Regions from separate parts of the Mus musculus genome. Here region 1 is linked to region 2. A link is a contact called in public Hi-C data. All regions are on one chromosome and are shown on one strand. Each heading gives the region's core, a stretch centred on a gene start, on an enhancer-like site or on the middle of the called end of the contact. The rest is flanking DNA. Distances are from core to core; before and after follow the strand shown. Region 1 has its middle 24 kb from the start of Gm36817. Region 2 overlaps Efl1 (elongation factor like GTPase 1).

Region 1 (2,700 bases), core at 154-2,653, 370 kb after region 2:
TCAATAAGCAATGGTCTTCCATTCAATTCATCCTCCAATCCCTTTCTCCAGGTTCCTGCCATGAGTTTCTGCCCTGACTTCCCTACATCATGAACTATACATTGTAAGCTGAAATACCTACCCCTCCACAAATTGTTTTTGGTCACAGTGTTTATCACAACAATAGGAATGTAATTAGGACAAATATGTAAACAAATGTAGCATGCTACCAACTGGTGTGCGTCTAAGCATCCTTATACTATTCTGTGATGATCTTGTAGTAGATTCACAGCAACCATCCAGCCAGTGCCTTCCTTCCCAGTTTATGTATGGCCCAGAAAATGGAAACTCAGATAAATTAAGAGACTTGTTTACGCTGGGAGTGGTGGCACATGCCTAAAGGATTAAAATCCTAGCACTCAGGAGACAGAGGCAGGCAGATTTCTGAGTTCGAGGGCAGCCTGGTCTACAAAGTGAGTTCTGGAACAGCCAGGGCTATACAGAGAAACCCTGTCTCAAAAACAAAAAAACAAAAACAAAAACAAAAAAACAAAACAAACAATTAAACAAACAAAAAAGAAACTTGTTCACAGTACCAAGGAGAGACTGGAGCTGGGATTTGATCCGAAGTCTCTCTGATTTGAAGCTCCAGCTTCTACAGTTTCTGACAAATGAACTGAGGCCTGCCAGATCAGACCCAGATACTGTCTTTGCTGAGGTGTCAGCCATTAAACTGGCAGGCTGGATGAATACCTTGAGGCTTGCTACATCATGAAGCACTTTCCTGAGGCCTCAGTTTGCAAATAAGAAATTTTCCTTGGAGTCTCTCCAAAGAGGAAGAGATGGGGTGAGGAGTGGGAGTAGGGGTGTGGAATGAGGGGTGGGGCATTACTTCCAGGCCCACAGCGGGAACAAATCGCTGCTCTTTGCAAAGCCCTTGACATTCAAGGATCCCTCTAGGAAGGAACAGGGTCATGCTTTGACACTTTTATCAAGGACCCTGCTCCTTCTATTTCTTCCCCTTCCCCTCCCCCTTCTTCCTCTTTCCTTTCGCCTTCTTCTTCCTCTTCCTCCCTCCTCCTCCTGCTCCTCCTCCTCCTCTTCTCATCTACATGTGGATGTAATGAAAGTCTGCTGGGCACTTGAGAAAAGGAGACACTGGAGTGGTGTAAGTAAGCTGTTACTGCCTCTCTTCCCAGCAAGCATGAGCTGAATAAAACATGTAGTCAATAAAACCCAGCAAAACAATGAAACGAAGCCCTTTGGTGCTCTTGTATTGGGTGTTAGGCAACCCAGAAACCTGTGGTCATAAAAAGGGGAATGAGGGGAAACTTTACACTCATAGGAACAAAGACAGCTCCGCAGAAGGTTGAAAAGAACACTAGCCTAGCTCAAGTCTTATCCTTGGGCACCTGGAAGCAGTTAGGTTTGAAAGCTGTGCAGACCTCAGGCCGGCTGCTCCCAGCTCTCCCAGGGATCTCGTTAGGGGTAGGCAGTGCAACGTGCTTTTCATTAGGAAACCCATTGATCCTACCCACAAAGATACATTTTTTTTCTTTTTTTTCCCCAATGGTAAATTTATAAGCTTTGAGCACAAAGATCATTTACAGTCTCCTCCTACCCCTTCTTTGCAGGGGATGGGGGTGGGGTGTAGAAAATTTGGAGCTGCCCTGGGTGCCAGCTGCCCTAGGTGACAATTCAAGAAAGTCGTCCCTTGACTGGCTGAACACTGCAAAGCAAACTTCAACACTTTCCTATTTCTGGTGAAGACTGGAAGGAAACGGGGAAGTTTTTCATCCTTGGTGCCTTGTTAGGACTTGGTATAAAGTAGGCCAGTGCAATTTGTCTATTTTGGGTTTCAGAAACATTTGTTCTTCCCACAAGAGGTATTTTAAATACCTTCAGACCACGACTGCAACCCTAAACAATTCATTAAAATAGGCTCTTTGGAGCCTAATTTTAAAACAAAAAGTTGTTGATGATAATGATCATGAATGAGCCAGGCAAGCGCAGCTGTCCAGTCCTCGGGCTTCAGAACTACTCAGAAAAGTAACAACATGATTGTCCGTAGTTGTGTCGTCCAGCCTCCATCTCCCCCAGAAGGCATCCACTGTAATAGAAGAGAATCAGATTGAGAGAAAGAAAGAAAATAATCTTGGCTAAATTGCAAACACTGAGTCACCAGGGAGGAAGGGCTGTTCTGAGCCAAATCTGCTGTATTTTCCCTTGGATTTGTCTCCTAGCCCAGGCCTAACTGTAATCATATCTAAGCACTACAGTAAATGTGCAAGGCCATTGGTAAGCCTCAAAACTGCTGGTTTAGTAAAAACTGCAAGACATTGGCCATGAACAGTCACAAGAATGGAGAACCAATGGCGAGACCATTCTTCCTCAGGCAGTCCTATTTGCTGAATGAGTTCCTGGGGTCATGCAACAGATACTGACTGATGTTGCAGGAGACAGGAATAAGGTGGCACCAGGCACATGATAGTGTGGTGGGCAATCTGTAAGTAACTGCGAGACCTTCTTCGGATCCTTCTGAAATTTGTTGTGCATGCCTTGGAACAAGTAGGGTGTCGTTTTATGATGTTTGTGGATTAGTGTGGGGAGACTTTGCCACAGGCTACGGCTCTGTGTTAGGGGAAGTAGAAAGAGGAAGAAGCATGCAGTCTATATTTTGGCTGTTTAACAATGGTTTGGTTAATAATCCTTTCCACCAGA
Region 2 (2,717 bases), core at 160-2,659:
AGGCATTTTCTTAATTGGGATTTCCTCTTCACAGATGACCCTGGCTTGTATTAAGTTGTCCAAAACAAACAACAAACAAACAACAAACAAGCAAACAACCTCCTAGCCTCAAACTTGGCAGTCTACTGAGTTCCAAGACTATGGGGGTACAGTACCAATATCAACTTAATGGTGATTCTGTGCCATGCCATGAACTTGGGCTTTAGTATTTAATAAAATTATATTTCTTTTTTTAACCAAAGCTAAAATTAAATTTCTTTTTCTTAAGATGGTGATTTTTAATTTTTACTGACTGGAAGATGGTGACTGTGGAGTTTGGACCCAACAAATTACACTTGAATTGTGGCTCATATAGTATCCATTAAACTTTGAGTCAACTTTCTTAAGCTTCCTAAGTCTCTGTCTTCCTGTGTGTGAAGTGGTGATGTACAGTGTGCGTCCCTTAACTGCTGTGATGGTTACTGTGCTGTACTACATGTACAGTGGTAAGCACGGAGGACAGACCAATGATGAGCCCATTAGGGAGAGCAGTTCTCTCCAGACTCCTCGACTCTTAAGTGATAGTAACAGTGAATACTGTGTTCTGCATTTGTGTTTCAGTTCATACTTTCATATACTTGTGTGTGTGTATGAGTATGAGCGTGTGTGTGTGTGTGTGTGTGTATTTATCAGTTAAGCTTTTATCTGTGTCATTCCTCAGATGTTGTCCACCTTGTTTTTGTTTTAAAGACAGATCTCTCACTGATCTGGAGCTCGGCAATTAGGCTAGGCTGGGATTCCTCTGTCTTCCATTTCCCTGGCATTGGGATTACACATGTGTACTGCCAATCACGGATTTTATTCTTGGGCATTCTTTTAGCAAAAGACTGAGTCAAATAAACTTGCAGAGGAAGTATGTAGCTTGGGCCAGAAGAGCAGGAGTGGAAGATATGGCTGTTGATGATGGCAAAGAAGGAGGCAGGAAGTGGACAAATCAGACACTGCTGCAGAAGGCAGAACAGCATCTGTAGCTTACCGTTGTAAGGAAGCAGTGTGCATCCTGTCTTTACAGGCGTTTAGAGGTTCCCATGAAGAGGAGCCATTTCCTGCAGGGATGGTCAGTCTCTGGCCAGTGATCTGAGGTCTCTCACTTTGACTACCTATAGTGAGCGGGGTCTGGCTCAGAGGCCCAGATCCTGGGTCTGGAAGATAGATAGCACGAGTTTCCATCTAGCTGGCAGGATCCTGAAGAGCACAGCAGTGAACAGTCTGAGGTAGGATATCATTAGCTCCAGGAGCATGTGGCTCCTTAGAAGACAGGCCAACCGTGCCTGTGCCCAGTACCTATCTATGTGCACAGTGTAGCCTATCTGTAGCCTCTGGAGCTGTAAGAGAAAGAGGAAGGAAGCAAGGCAGTGTGGGAGATGAGACTGAGGCTGGTTTCACAGTATGGTTTACAGAGTGAAATAGAAAGTGTAATGTCAAAGGCAAGAGACAGTGTGGAGGGAGGCAGACAGTGTAGTGCAGCTCTGCCCCTGTTGCTCAAGCTTATGCTTGAGCGTCTGGATGTTCAGCCAATACAGTGGTGGGTATGCCACGGTCTACCAACTCCAGGGCCAGGACTGCTGCTACTCAGTGCTGGGGTTAAACGTGCAGGGAGTGGGGAGTATTCATGGGAATGCCTGCTTAAAGGGAGACGACTCCTGGGTCACTTCCCTTGCCTGGTTTCTGCCTTCCAAACCCAGATTCCTAACCAAATGCTCAGTCTCTAAGTACCTTTTCTGTGTCCTGATAGAAATGAGAGTCGCTTTTCATGAAGGAAAAAGAAACAAACCATTATTCCATTATTGCTAATGGAATAATATGACACACTTTTGAACTAAAAAGAAAACCTCATTTCATAGTGGCTGTTTGCATACTCTCCAGGGTGTTTTGAGCCTTGGTGCCTGTTAACCATCCTCTTCCTTCTCCTTGTTGGCCTCTACCAGAAGAAACACTGACTCTGTGGAAGGCTTTGTGTAACTGCACTTGGTGGTACTTGGGGCCATGGGCACTTGTGCACCAGTTCATAAGCTCCAAGCCATTGGGGACGTAGTGGGCCGGAGAGCCTTCTTTCACTACAGTTTTTGCTGGAGAGAAATTGGATAAGCCTCAGTGGGGTACTTGGTACTGGTCATCACTTCTACAGTCATATGAGCACTTGTTTTCAAAAGAGAGATGAGAGGTGTTTGATGCTGCCACATCATAAAATACTGTGATCATCATAATATATTATAACATCATAACATATCCTGTAGGCCTCTCACTCAAGAAGAAATGGCCCAGAGACGGGAACGGGCAAGACAGAGGCACGCAGAGAAGCTTGCAGCAGCCCAGGGGCAAACATCCCAGGGACCCACCCAGGATGGAGGTGCCCTTGAAACAAGTCCCCATGAAGATGAGCCAAGAGGTACAGCATTCCTAAAAGGTCTTAGTGGAAACTATTTGACATTTTTGCTTAACTTGGTACATTGTCCCTCATATTTTCACTTTGTCATTGTTTTTATCAATATTGTTTCTATTATCAGACCAGATATTCATGTTCACTATTTCTTCAGTACATAGGAACAGTTACTTGGTTGAAGTAAGCATTTGTGGCACTGAATATCTTTTTGTGCCTGGCAGGTGATGAACCAGATGTGGCAAGTGTAAGCCGCCAGCCTGTTTCCCAGGAGGAAAGCAGCCAAGAGGCCTTCATC

Evidence for each region. Hi-C and Micro-C count contacts between places; a contact is called where the count stands out from the background.
Region 1: a contact with region 2 is called in a Hi-C map of bone marrow-derived macrophages, with 19 read pairs. The contact joins two enhancer-like sites. A contact is called at or near these places in 1 of 484 Hi-C or Micro-C datasets (bone marrow-derived macrophages), 1 of 115 datasets of contacts at active chromatin or transcription factors (embryonic stem cells) and 1 of 9 other capture datasets (embryonic stem cells).

What each region holds. Positions count from the first base shown.
Region 1 is chr7:83,059,623-83,062,322 of GRCm38.p6, forward strand. No RefSeq gene overlaps it. Among named protein-coding and RNA genes, the nearest start is that of Gm36817, 24 kb to the left of the region's middle. Within about 2 kb of position 1,404, at least 61 of the 459 cell types and tissues checked have an H3K27ac peak or open chromatin away from gene starts, as enhancers often do. A contact at or near this core is called in bone marrow-derived macrophages, where this site is marked.
Region 2 is chr7:82,690,187-82,692,903 of GRCm38.p6, forward strand. It overlaps Efl1 (elongation factor like GTPase 1), which reads left to right. Exons shown (of 20, transcript NM_175317.3): 13 at 2,277-2,428; 14 at 2,644-2,717. Among named protein-coding and RNA genes, the nearest start is that of Efl1, 43 kb to the left of the region's middle. Within about 2 kb of position 1,410, at least 95 of the 459 cell types and tissues checked have an H3K27ac peak or open chromatin away from gene starts, as enhancers often do. A contact at or near this core is called in bone marrow-derived macrophages, where this site is marked.